2 separate regions of the Callithrix jacchus genome follow, and region 1 is linked to region 2. A link is a contact called in public Hi-C data. All regions are on one chromosome and are shown on one strand. Each heading gives the region's core, a stretch centred on a gene start, on an enhancer-like site or on the middle of the called end of the contact. The rest is flanking DNA. Distances are from core to core; before and after follow the strand shown. Region 1 has its middle 90 kb from the start of BCOR. Region 2 overlaps BCOR (BCL6 corepressor).

Region 1 (5,125 bases), core at 2,129-4,628, 170 kb before region 2:
GATCTCCTGACCTCAAGTGATCCACATGCCCACCTCGGCCTCCCAAAGTGCTGGGATTATAGGCGTGAGCACTGCACCCAGCCACTACTTGTTATTTATCTTCTATTCCCATCTCAGCCACTCACCCCTGCTTCTCCTGTCCCACAGCCTGGCCTCCTTGTGTTGCCAGCCTGGGATCACTGCCCATCTTTGCCCCAGACTACTCCTACCTCCTCCTATCAAAACGCTATCAGGTGGAGAGCAGGGGCTCACACCTGTAATCTCAATACTTTAGGAGGCCAAGGTGGGAGGATACTTAAGCTCAGGAGTTTGAGAGAAGCTTGAGTCTCTACAAAAAAATTTTTTTTAATTAGCCAGGTGTGGTGGAACGGGCCTGTAGCCCCAGTTATTCCACTCATATGGGTTGCATCTTCCATTTGAGGGCCTCTCACCCTAAGTCCCACAGTCACCAGTACCCTAGCTTCCAGGACAAACCTGGATGATTTCCTCCCAGACTTGCCCAGATTATTCTGGCTCACCAGTGCTTTACATTTACCTGGCCACAGCTGAGACATATTCCCTCCTCCCTGGACCATGCAGTCTGGCCCACCCCACCCCCAGTGTGGGTCACCTATGATGATGCCCCCCAAAACGGTGACAATTCAAGAGTGCCTGCTTCTCTAGGGTCTAGGCTTTGGGGGCCCAATTTATCACAACTTGAAGTTACTGTTTTAAAATTTATCTTATTTGTTAATTGCATCATCTGTTAACACGATATATCGCCAGGACAATCACTGGCGATCTTGTTTACTGGTAAAGCACCAGCCCTAGCCCAGTATTTGGAACATTTTGATTGCACGTATGGGTGGATAGCTGAGTAGGTGGATGGATGGATACAGGGATGAAGGGAGGGAGGGAGAGAGGGATGAATGGTTGGATAGATGTATAGATAGATGGATGGTTGGATGGATAGATGGGTAGATGAGTGGGTGGAAGATGGGTGGATGGATTGGCCCCCACATAGACGCGTTTACTTCTCCTGTAAATACCACAAACCTAGACCAGCAGTTGTCAAACCTTTAGGTCTTGCAACTCCTTGACTTACTTATTTATTTATTTTTTTGAGACTTGCTTTGTCGCCCAGGCTGGAGTGCCAGTGGCACAATCTCGGCTCACTGCAACTTCTGCCTCCCTGCCAGCAGCTGCATGAGTGAACCTGGACGTGGATTTTTCCCTGGCTGAGCCTCAGAAGATCGCACCCCTGGAACACACCCTGATTAGTCTCCTAAGAGACCTGCCTCAGCCTCCCTAGTAGCTGGGACTACAGGCAGGCGCCACCATGCCCGGATAATTTTTGTATTTTTAGTAGAGACAGGGTTTCACCACATTGGCCAGGCTGGTCTCAAACTCCTGACCTTGTGATCTGACCACCTTGGCCTCCCAAAGTGCTAGGATTACAGGCGTGAGTCACTGTGCCCGGCCAGACTTTTATTTATTATCGAGGACTCCAAAATGCTTTTGGCTATATTGGTCTTATAAATATTTCCCACATTAAAAATGAAAACAGGAACATTTTTAATATTTATACATTGATTGATCTAAAAATAACAATCATGAATATATTACACGTGTGGTGGGCAGCCTCTAAGACGATGCCCAGTAATTTCCCACCTTCTGTCACCCACACCCTTGAGTAATTCCCTCCCCTTGAACACTAGCTGGACTTACAGACTCACTCCTAATAGATCTATTGTCCTATAGGAAGGTGGCTTCCAAAATTAGATTATAAAAAGACTGTGCCTTCTGTCTTGGGTGCCCTCTTTTCTCTCTCTAGGAGGAGCCAGCTGCCTTGTCACGAGGCAGCCCTGTGGACAGGCCCTTGTAGCAAAAAACCAGGCCTGCCAGCAGCCGCATGAGTGAACCTGGACGTGGATTTTTCCCTGGCTGAGCCTCAGAAGATCGCACCCCTGGAACACACCCTGATTAGTCTCCTAAAAGACCTGAGCCAGAACCACCCAGCTAAGTTGCTCCCAGATTCCTGACCTACAGAAACCGTGTGAGATAATAAATGTCTGTTGTTTTCAGCCATTACATTTTGGGGGTAACTTGTTACACAGCGATGGATAAAATGCATGGTAACGTCAATAGCACAATTTTATTTTAAAATAACCCTATTTTCCAAAACAAACCGACAAACAAGTTTCAGGAGAAAAGAGGCATCGTTTTACGTTTTTGCAAACCTCTTCAATATCTGGCCTAATCGAAGACAGCTGCTTCCTCATAGTGGCTTGGGCACCCACTGTGTTGTGATATGTTGTTTTTGTTGAAGAAAATCCAGCCTAATGGAGCTTTGCAGTTAGAAAAGAACAGTCTGAAAAGGGCTCAGGGAACCGCAGGGATCCTCAGACCACACTTTGGGAACTGCTGACCTAGACAATCATAGACCCCAAAAGATTCTAATTCTAGGGCCCTCACTTCCAATCTTGGTTTCCTGTTTGGGACCTTTGCCATTTCTCCAGGTGCCCGAGCGACTTAGTGGTGCCGGAGGCCACCCAGGAGGTCTGGCACCCCTTCCAAAGGGGATAAGGTCCTCCGAGGCCTAAAAGCAGAAGACCCTGATGAACTAACTCCCAGTCTTGGCTGTGTCATGCCCAAGATGTCACACAGAGTGGAGAGGATGCCTCTGACACCCAAGGTAAAAGTTGGGGCATCTGGAGCTGGGGAGGGCAGAGGGGCTTGTTCTCTGCACGGTGAAAGCTTCTGGGACACTGGGGTTTGCCAGATCCATGGGGATTTCCCCTTCTCCTCCCCTTTCCTGCGCGTGTCCCACTACCCTCACCCCCCCGTGAAGTTTAGGGCCTGTTTTCAGCCCAAGCCGGTCTAATTTTCGCTGCCTAGCTGGTCAGAAAAACGCACGCAGCTGTAGCAAAGCATAAAAATAGCTTCCTCCGTGACCAATTTCTTCCCACTTCCCTTTCTCTCTCTCCATGCTCGCCTCCCCGTCCCCACCTTCTGTGGAAGCAGGAAGGTCCCTGGAGAGTGCCAGCACTACTGAGACAAGCCATGCGCCCCGGCTTCCCTCCCAAGCAACACATGTTCCTGGTTCTATTTTACCCTGGCCCCCCGCAGGTTCGCACAGGCTTCCCTGGGGACCGGGCGTTGTCAGATGGGTCCCCGCAGGCCCAGCGTCCGTCCACCTCGCTGGGCAGACTTTCTCTCCAGCGCACAGCGCCCCAGACATCTGCGCGCCAGGTGCCTGCCAGCGGCACGCGGGTCTGGGGTCCCAGCCTCGCCCGGAGCCAGCCAAAGGCCTGCCCGCGAGCGATCCGGATCTTCTGGCACCTTAGAGGTTAAATGGGAAGCCTCCAGCTGGAAGGAAAAAACGCCCCGATGCTATGCGCGGAGGCTCCAGGCGGTGTCCCCAGCGTCCCGGGCTTCCTCCGCGCAGGGCGGCTGTGCGTCCTGGAGGCGTCCGCGGCAGAAGATGGAATCCAAAAGTGGGAATTCGTCTTTCTAGTTTTGAAGCAGGAGCAGACAATCAAACCTGCAGCAGCTCAGCTCCCCAACGCGAAGGTCTAGCCAGCCTTAGGCGGGGAAGCGTTTCTAGAAATGTCTACGCCCGGAGCCACCAGCGGGAACCAGGAACGCGGGGTATGGCCCGGACCTGCCCGGCTTCTCTTCCCTGAGCCTTTGGGACCATGCCGGAGAGAGGACAGGCCACCTATCGCATTTCAGGAGTGGCTTGTAGGGTTCAAGGGCCGTTTGCCTCCCTCTACTGCAGTTTGGAAACAGAATAAAGCGCCCTAGCAAAGCCTGGCGAACTTGTCCAAACCACACAAAAGTTCAAACCACAGAAACTCCAACTGGGCACCGAGCTCAGGGCTGGATTTATCTGTCCCCAGAGGGCTTTGCTCTGCCTCGCAATTGATTAGGGCTCCTGAAAACCATTGAAACAATTTGTCTCGCCCACCCAGCCTCAAGCCCCTGACGGACTGGAGTGGAGCCTGGATTGTTCTGGCAGCCAACCCCAGCCCAGATTCCACCCAGCTTGGCGGCGCCCAGGGCCACCTGCCCGGCTCCACACTCCACAAAGGGTCCCCATTTTGTGGTAGGAAATAGAATGGCAGAGAGCAAGAGGGTGAGAGACGGGGAGATGAGGGATTTGGATCTACGAGGGGACAGAAGCATTGTGTCCACTGAACAGGGTGGGGGGCTTTCCAGGAGCCCCCTTTACTTTCACGCACTCTCTCCAATTCTGCGTTCCACTCCTTTCTCTGCACCCGGAGCCCTGCAGCACGGGTGGCCCAGTCCTCAAGCCCAGCCTTGCCTTTTGAACTTCTTCCCAAGCAGCCTGTCCCTGTAGAATTTACATACTCTCAGTTGTTTTCTGTGGAAACTCTTAACTTAGGAGGCCAATGCCACGGCCATGAGAACATTCTTCACCACAGAAAGCAAGATCCTTTTGTCCACCTGTTCTTCAAATCTGATCGGAGGGGAAGGAAAGGTTTTGTAAATAATCTTGTGGAGATTTCACTGGGAGGAGTCAGGAATTAAAGAGTGTGCTTTTTTTTTTTTTGAGACGAGCCTTGATTTGTCGCCCAGGCTGGAGTGCAGTGGCACAATCTCCACTCACTGCAATCTCCGCTTCCTGAGTTCAAGTGATTCTCCTGCCTCAGCCTCCTGAGCAGCTGCGATTAGAGGCGCACATCACCACGCACAGCTAATTTTTTTTTTTTTTTTTTTTTTGAGACGGAGTTTCCCTCTTGTTACCCAGGCTGGAGTGCAATGGCACGATCTCGGCTCACCGCAACCTCCGCCTCCTGGGTTCAAGCAATTCTCCCGCCTCAGCCTCCTGAGTAGCTGGGATTACAGGCACACGCCACCGTGCCCAGCTAATTTTTTGTATTTTTAGTAGAGACGGGGTTTCACCATGTTGACCAGGATGGTCTCGATCTCTTGACTTCGTGATCCACCCACCTCGGCCTCCCAAAGTGCAATTTTTTTTTTTTTTTTTTTTTGAGACAGAGTCTCACTCTGTTGCCCAGGCTGGAGGACAGTAGCACGATCTCACCTCACTGCAACTTCCGCCTCTCGGATTCAAGCAATTCTCCTGCCTCAGCCTCCTGAGTAGCTGGGGCTACAGGCA
Region 2 (4,990 bases), core at 1,996-4,495:
GCTCCGAGCCCGCCCCGCCCCGCCCCCACCCAGCCCAGAGCCCACCCCTCGGCGGGGCCGACCCCGAGGGCAGCCGGCTGGCTGCAGACGGTGAGGGAGTCGAGCGAGCGCGTCGCCGCGAGCGGGCTGCGGGCAGCCAGGGACCGCAAACTTTGCTGCTCGCCGCGCTTCTCCGGTCCGGCTCCTTCTCCGTTCGTTAACGTCGCCAACCCCCCACCCCTCATACCTCTCTCCACCCACCCAACCGACCCCCGCTCCTCCTCGCCGCCTTGAGTCCGCTCGGGGGAAAACTTCAAAGCGCCGGATCGCAGGCTCCCTGCCTACTCCCCGACCGGGGATTTCAGGTCAGTGCCCGGAACACCTTTTCCCCCGGGAGGCAGCCGACGGGTGGGCTGGTGGGCGGGCGCGCGGAGGGCTGCAGTCGGCCCCCTCCCCCGGGGCCCCCGCCCGCCGCCTACCTCGCGAAGCTTTTGCCTCGCGCTTCCCTTTGGCTGCTTTGGTCGCTTTCGTTTTTATTTCATAGCTATAAGTTATTAAAAATGCAGCCAACCTAAGCGGCCCCGCGTGGGCACCAGGGAAGGGAGGGGGCGCGGCTGGGGACCTGGCGCCTCCGGGGGGGCCGGGAGGAGAGCAGGGAGTTCGCGGAGTGGAAGTTTGCAGCCTGTGTGTGTCTGTGCGCGGGAGCGCGGTCGCCGCTGAGCGCCGCGAGTCGGGCGGAGGGGGGGGAGGTGGGCTGGAAGCTGGGAAGCTGGGTTCGGCGTTAGCTCGCGAGCAGGAAGGGGAGGGCGGCGGGTTGTCGTCTGCTTTCTTTTTCGACTCGGGAAAGAACTGTAAAAAACCCCAGCCGCCGCCTTGTCTCGCCTCTCCGGGGCCGGTCGTTCCTCCAAGTGGAACGACGGCGTGTGCGTGCGCGAGGGTGTGTGGCGGGTGCCTCCAGCCGAGCCGAGCTCGACCTGCCGTCGCTGCCGCGCAACTCGGAAGGGGAGTCTCGTTTTTTCTCGGCTTGCCCCAAAGCGCGAATCACATGGATTTAAAAAAAAAAAAAAACTACTAAGAATTCTAGGAGAGCCAGGGGTTCCGACTTGGCCCGCCCGCCAGCCAGGTCAGACGCTTTGTTTTGTAAATGTTCTTTTAAGATTAAAATCTGTGACCCCCTCCCCCTTCCTCCCTCCTCTCTCTCCCCGACGTTCCGGGTAAGTTTTAAGTTCTCAACCCCCAGGGGTGGGTGTAGAATGTGCCTCTGCGGGGGCAGCGGCGCAGAGGGAGGGCGGGGGCAGGCGAGACCCGGGCCCTCCGCTGGGCGATGGGGAGTCTGGTGGGTAGCCCTGATGGGCGTGTGAAAATCTGCGGCGGGAGGAAGTTGGTCCCACTCGGAGGACGTGTGGCTCGGAGGCTCCAGGCGAAGAGGAACTTGCGTACCGGGGCACGATCCTCAGCCTAGGCGGGGAGGGCAAGGCGCCGCGGAACCCGCGCTCGGAGCCGACGGGCGGCTGTTCTGCAGTGCCTCCGACAACTCGGGGGCTCGCGGCGGCGGCGACGAGCGCCTGGTGTTTATTGAACGAGCCTTGGGGCGCCGTGTGCGGAGTAGGGCGGCGGGAGGCACCCGTGGTCCCGGCGGGCTTCCCGCCGCTCGCACGCTCTAGTGGGCACGTCCCGGGGTCCCGGAGACGGACGAGTCTGGCGTCGTGTGTAGGCCGTGGCCGGGAGAGGCATAATTTGCTGTTAATGAATCTTTTCCAGAAAGTCCGCGATCTCCAGCTAGATGCTGTGAGTGCTCGCGCGCCACGGCGCGCGCCTCCGGCGTCTGGAGGGTGGGGGTGGGGGAAATGGAAGAGCGAAGAAGGAAGGAGGAGGGTTATGTGTATTTAGAAACAAACCTTAAAAAGAAACCAGCGCGCTTCAAATAGGTATTCGCACAGCCTTGCTGCGTCTAGACTAGACAGCTCGGGGTTTTAGCTGTGTCCCCCCCCACTTTTTTCGTTTTGAGAAGAGGCTAGGGGAGGGGTAGTGTGGTATTTGGTTCTAGGGGTAGTCTCTTGGAGAAAGATCCTTAAAATGGCCTGGGAGTAAAAACGCGGAGGAAGTGGCCCACCCCAGAGGATGGTGGGTGGTGGGTGGTGAGTGCAGACAGACTTGGGTGTATTTCTAGCCATCTGACACTTCCTGTGGTACTGGAAACGGACACCGCGGGCCGAAGTCAGTCCTTACGAAGTGTTGGGTTCGGTTTTGCCAACAGAATTGCTTGCGTGGAAGGCATTTAAATTGTCAGCCTCAAAGACTCCTGTACGTGGACACTTAGGGAATACGCTCGCTTCTCGACTCTTCCCACTCTACCCTCGACCTGTTATCTGGTCTGGGTTTTGCAGTGTTGGTTTTCGTGTTTATTTTGGGCACGGTTTTAGCGGGTAGAGCAACGAGGGGAGGCGATGATTAATATGCCGTCCAGGTTTAATCCGAGGCTGGCTTTCGGTGTGCGGGTATACACTGCCACGCACGCCAATTGCCTTGGGGTGTTTAGGGGAACGCGGTTTCGGGCGCCAGGCGCCGGGCCGGCAAGTTGGTGCTGGGGCTCGGCTGGCCCCAGCGCTGTCCTTTGAGGCGCTGTCACCAGTAGGTGACTGAGAGTTAATTAGGAAGTGTTCTCCGGATCAATGGGCTGCACAGCTCATTAGCGATTCTCTCCAGCCCTTTGCAGGGCAGTTCTGGCCCTCCGCCTCCCACACAGGCCGGGGCCCCGCCGTCCCGGCCGCGGAAAGCGCCGCTGGGAAGTGGGGAGGGGCCGGTTGCGAGGGACGGCGGGGAGGCGAGTGTAACTTCGCGGGGCGGCGCGTTGCGTGCGGCGCCTCGAGGCCCGTGCAGCCCGCTCTTTCTTCTTGCCGGCGGTCGCCTCCACTGTGTCTTTAACTCGCTCCCGCTCGCGTCGCTGCCTGGCTGCTCCTCCCCGCCTCCCTCGCCTATCTCTTGTTCTCTAAGCACGACGCCTGTGCTCCCCGCCCAGTTTGGGATTAGACAAGATAAAAATAGGACTGCCCAGTGTGCGGAGCTGTGACTGTGCCCCGGCAGCCGGGCTGGTGGGAGCGCGGGGGGCCAGGGCCGGGGAGGACCCGTGGTGCGCTCCGGGCGGCCAGCGCCTGTGGGTCCCCTACCCACACCCCGCAGGCGCAGTCACGCTCCCTGGGTTCTGTCCGCCGTGAACCGTGCGGGAACCGTGCGGGCCGGGGGACCTCGTCAGGGTCTCCGTGCTCTCGCGGGTGTTGTTGGTGTGCCGGTGATAGATCGGTCTAGACAGGCATGCAGGCTCCCTCTCGGCTGAAGGACTGGGGGTGGGGGGGCGCGGAGACGGCAGCAGACTCCGTGAGCTGCGAGTAAGCTAGCTAGCCTGCGGGCCCAGCGTGCTGGGTGGAGGAAAGGCTGTGGGGGTTTCTCTTAACCCTTTGAAGGCCATGGTGGGGTAGTGTAATAGGGAAAGGGGAGCAAAGAGCCTAGTAGAAATTCCTAAAGGCAGAGTAGCTCTCGGTGGGAAGGAGGTGTGAGTCTGGGCCTAGGGTTTTCCTTTCTCTTCTTGTGTGTGCACGGTCACATCCTGGTGCATCGGGCTCGATTCTTCCACAAACCAAACGCAGCTTCTAGACGATCTAGTTTGACCAGGTAGTTCTCAGTCCGGGAGCTGTGAACACACACAATGAACCCCCTCACTTAAAGAACTGACTTTGGAAGACAGATGTAGACTCAATGTTCCCAAAGAGAATTCATGCGGGTGTTCAAGGACGGGAAGGTCTGCACAGAGCTGTAGGTGGGTGGGGCCTCTGACCATGACTACTGCAGACCGAGGATCTGAGCCTGAAGTGCCCCGCCACCATGTACAGGTATGCGTTGAAGACAGCAACGAGTCTTTGAGTTGTCTCTATATAGACACACTTTTAACCATGAACTTGTGGGGAGTTAGGGATGTGCAAGTAGACGGCCTCCAAAGAGGAGTTGGACACTGATGTGTTATGAGATCCATCATTTGTATACATATATTAGGGGTTATTATTAAATAGGTCTAAAATTTTAATACACTTCTGCAAAAATTTGTCTAGTTCTTTCTAGAGCTCGAAATGGGTGGATGAGTTACCCACCCATAAATAACTCATTACTAACATTCCAGTCTCCTCCTTCCTTTAAGAGTTTGTGGTCTTAAGGGATCCTCTATTTACATTTCAGCTGCAAACCCATATTGGTCTGGCCTAGGAAAGAGCCACTTTATAGGCAAAGCCAGAAGAATGGCAGTAGTAGGAATGCTCAGATTAAGATGTGCGCCTGAATGACATGTGCTGAGACAAATCAAGACACTTGGGCTCCGATGCCCAAATGGAACAAGAGATACATAAGAGATAAAGAACTGGCCGAGGGGAATGTAAACATGGGTATGCAAATACAGAGATGTATAGCGAGAATTCGGAGAGAAAAATCCCAGACTTCGTTGAGCTGGAAACTGGGGCAGAATTTCTGTAACTGCGTTCCAGAGACAATAGCCCATTTAAAGGTGTGAAGAGGGTCACTTGGAAACACAAAAAGCATTCATATGCATACATCCATGCTTAGATACACAGGCTGAATGACAAACGCTCCTCCAGGCCTCCCGAAGACTTTACTGCCGAATGACTGAGACCGACTTGGGTACGGAAGAGTGGACCACACCACCACATTCACACACTTAATTCACAGGGAAATAATGTGTCTTTGGCCTGAAGGAAACTGAGGGCCAAGCTAGCAGCCTAAAGGGTGGATGGTGTGCAGTGAGCTAGGATTACTTCTCGTTATAGTTTCTTTCCCTTCTAGGGGTGAGGTGGAGCGGGCAGCGGGTTGGTGATGAGCAGGTAGGAGGCTTTCTGAAGAGACTTTGAGTTCCTGACCTGGAGTGGCTGGATCGTATAGGCACCCGGGAAGTAGCTTTCCACTTTGTGATCACGAGGAATGGCTCTTGCACTGTTGGGGTCCAATCTGC

Evidence for each region. A called contact is a pair of places that touch in the nucleus more often than the background predicts.
Region 1: a Hi-C map of skeletal muscle shows a contact between it and region 2, with 4 times the contacts expected there. The contact joins two enhancer-like sites. A contact is called at or near these places in 2 of 3 Hi-C or Micro-C datasets (induced pluripotent stem cells and skeletal muscle).

What each region holds. Positions count from the first base shown.
Region 1 is chrX:41,115,259-41,120,383 of calJac240_pri, reverse strand. No RefSeq gene overlaps it. Among named protein-coding and RNA genes, the nearest start is that of BCOR, 90 kb to the right of the region's middle. Within about 2 kb of position 3,378, at least 8 of the 16 cell types and tissues checked have an H3K27ac peak or open chromatin away from gene starts, as enhancers often do. A contact at or near this core is called in skeletal muscle, where this site is marked.
Region 2 is chrX:40,942,871-40,947,860 of calJac240_pri, reverse strand. All of the region lies in intron 1 of BCOR (BCL6 corepressor), which reads left to right. Among named protein-coding and RNA genes, the nearest start is that of BCOR, 83 kb to the left of the region's middle. Within about 2 kb of position 3,245, at least 5 of the 16 cell types and tissues checked have an H3K27ac peak or open chromatin away from gene starts, as enhancers often do. A contact at or near this core is called in skeletal muscle, where this site is marked.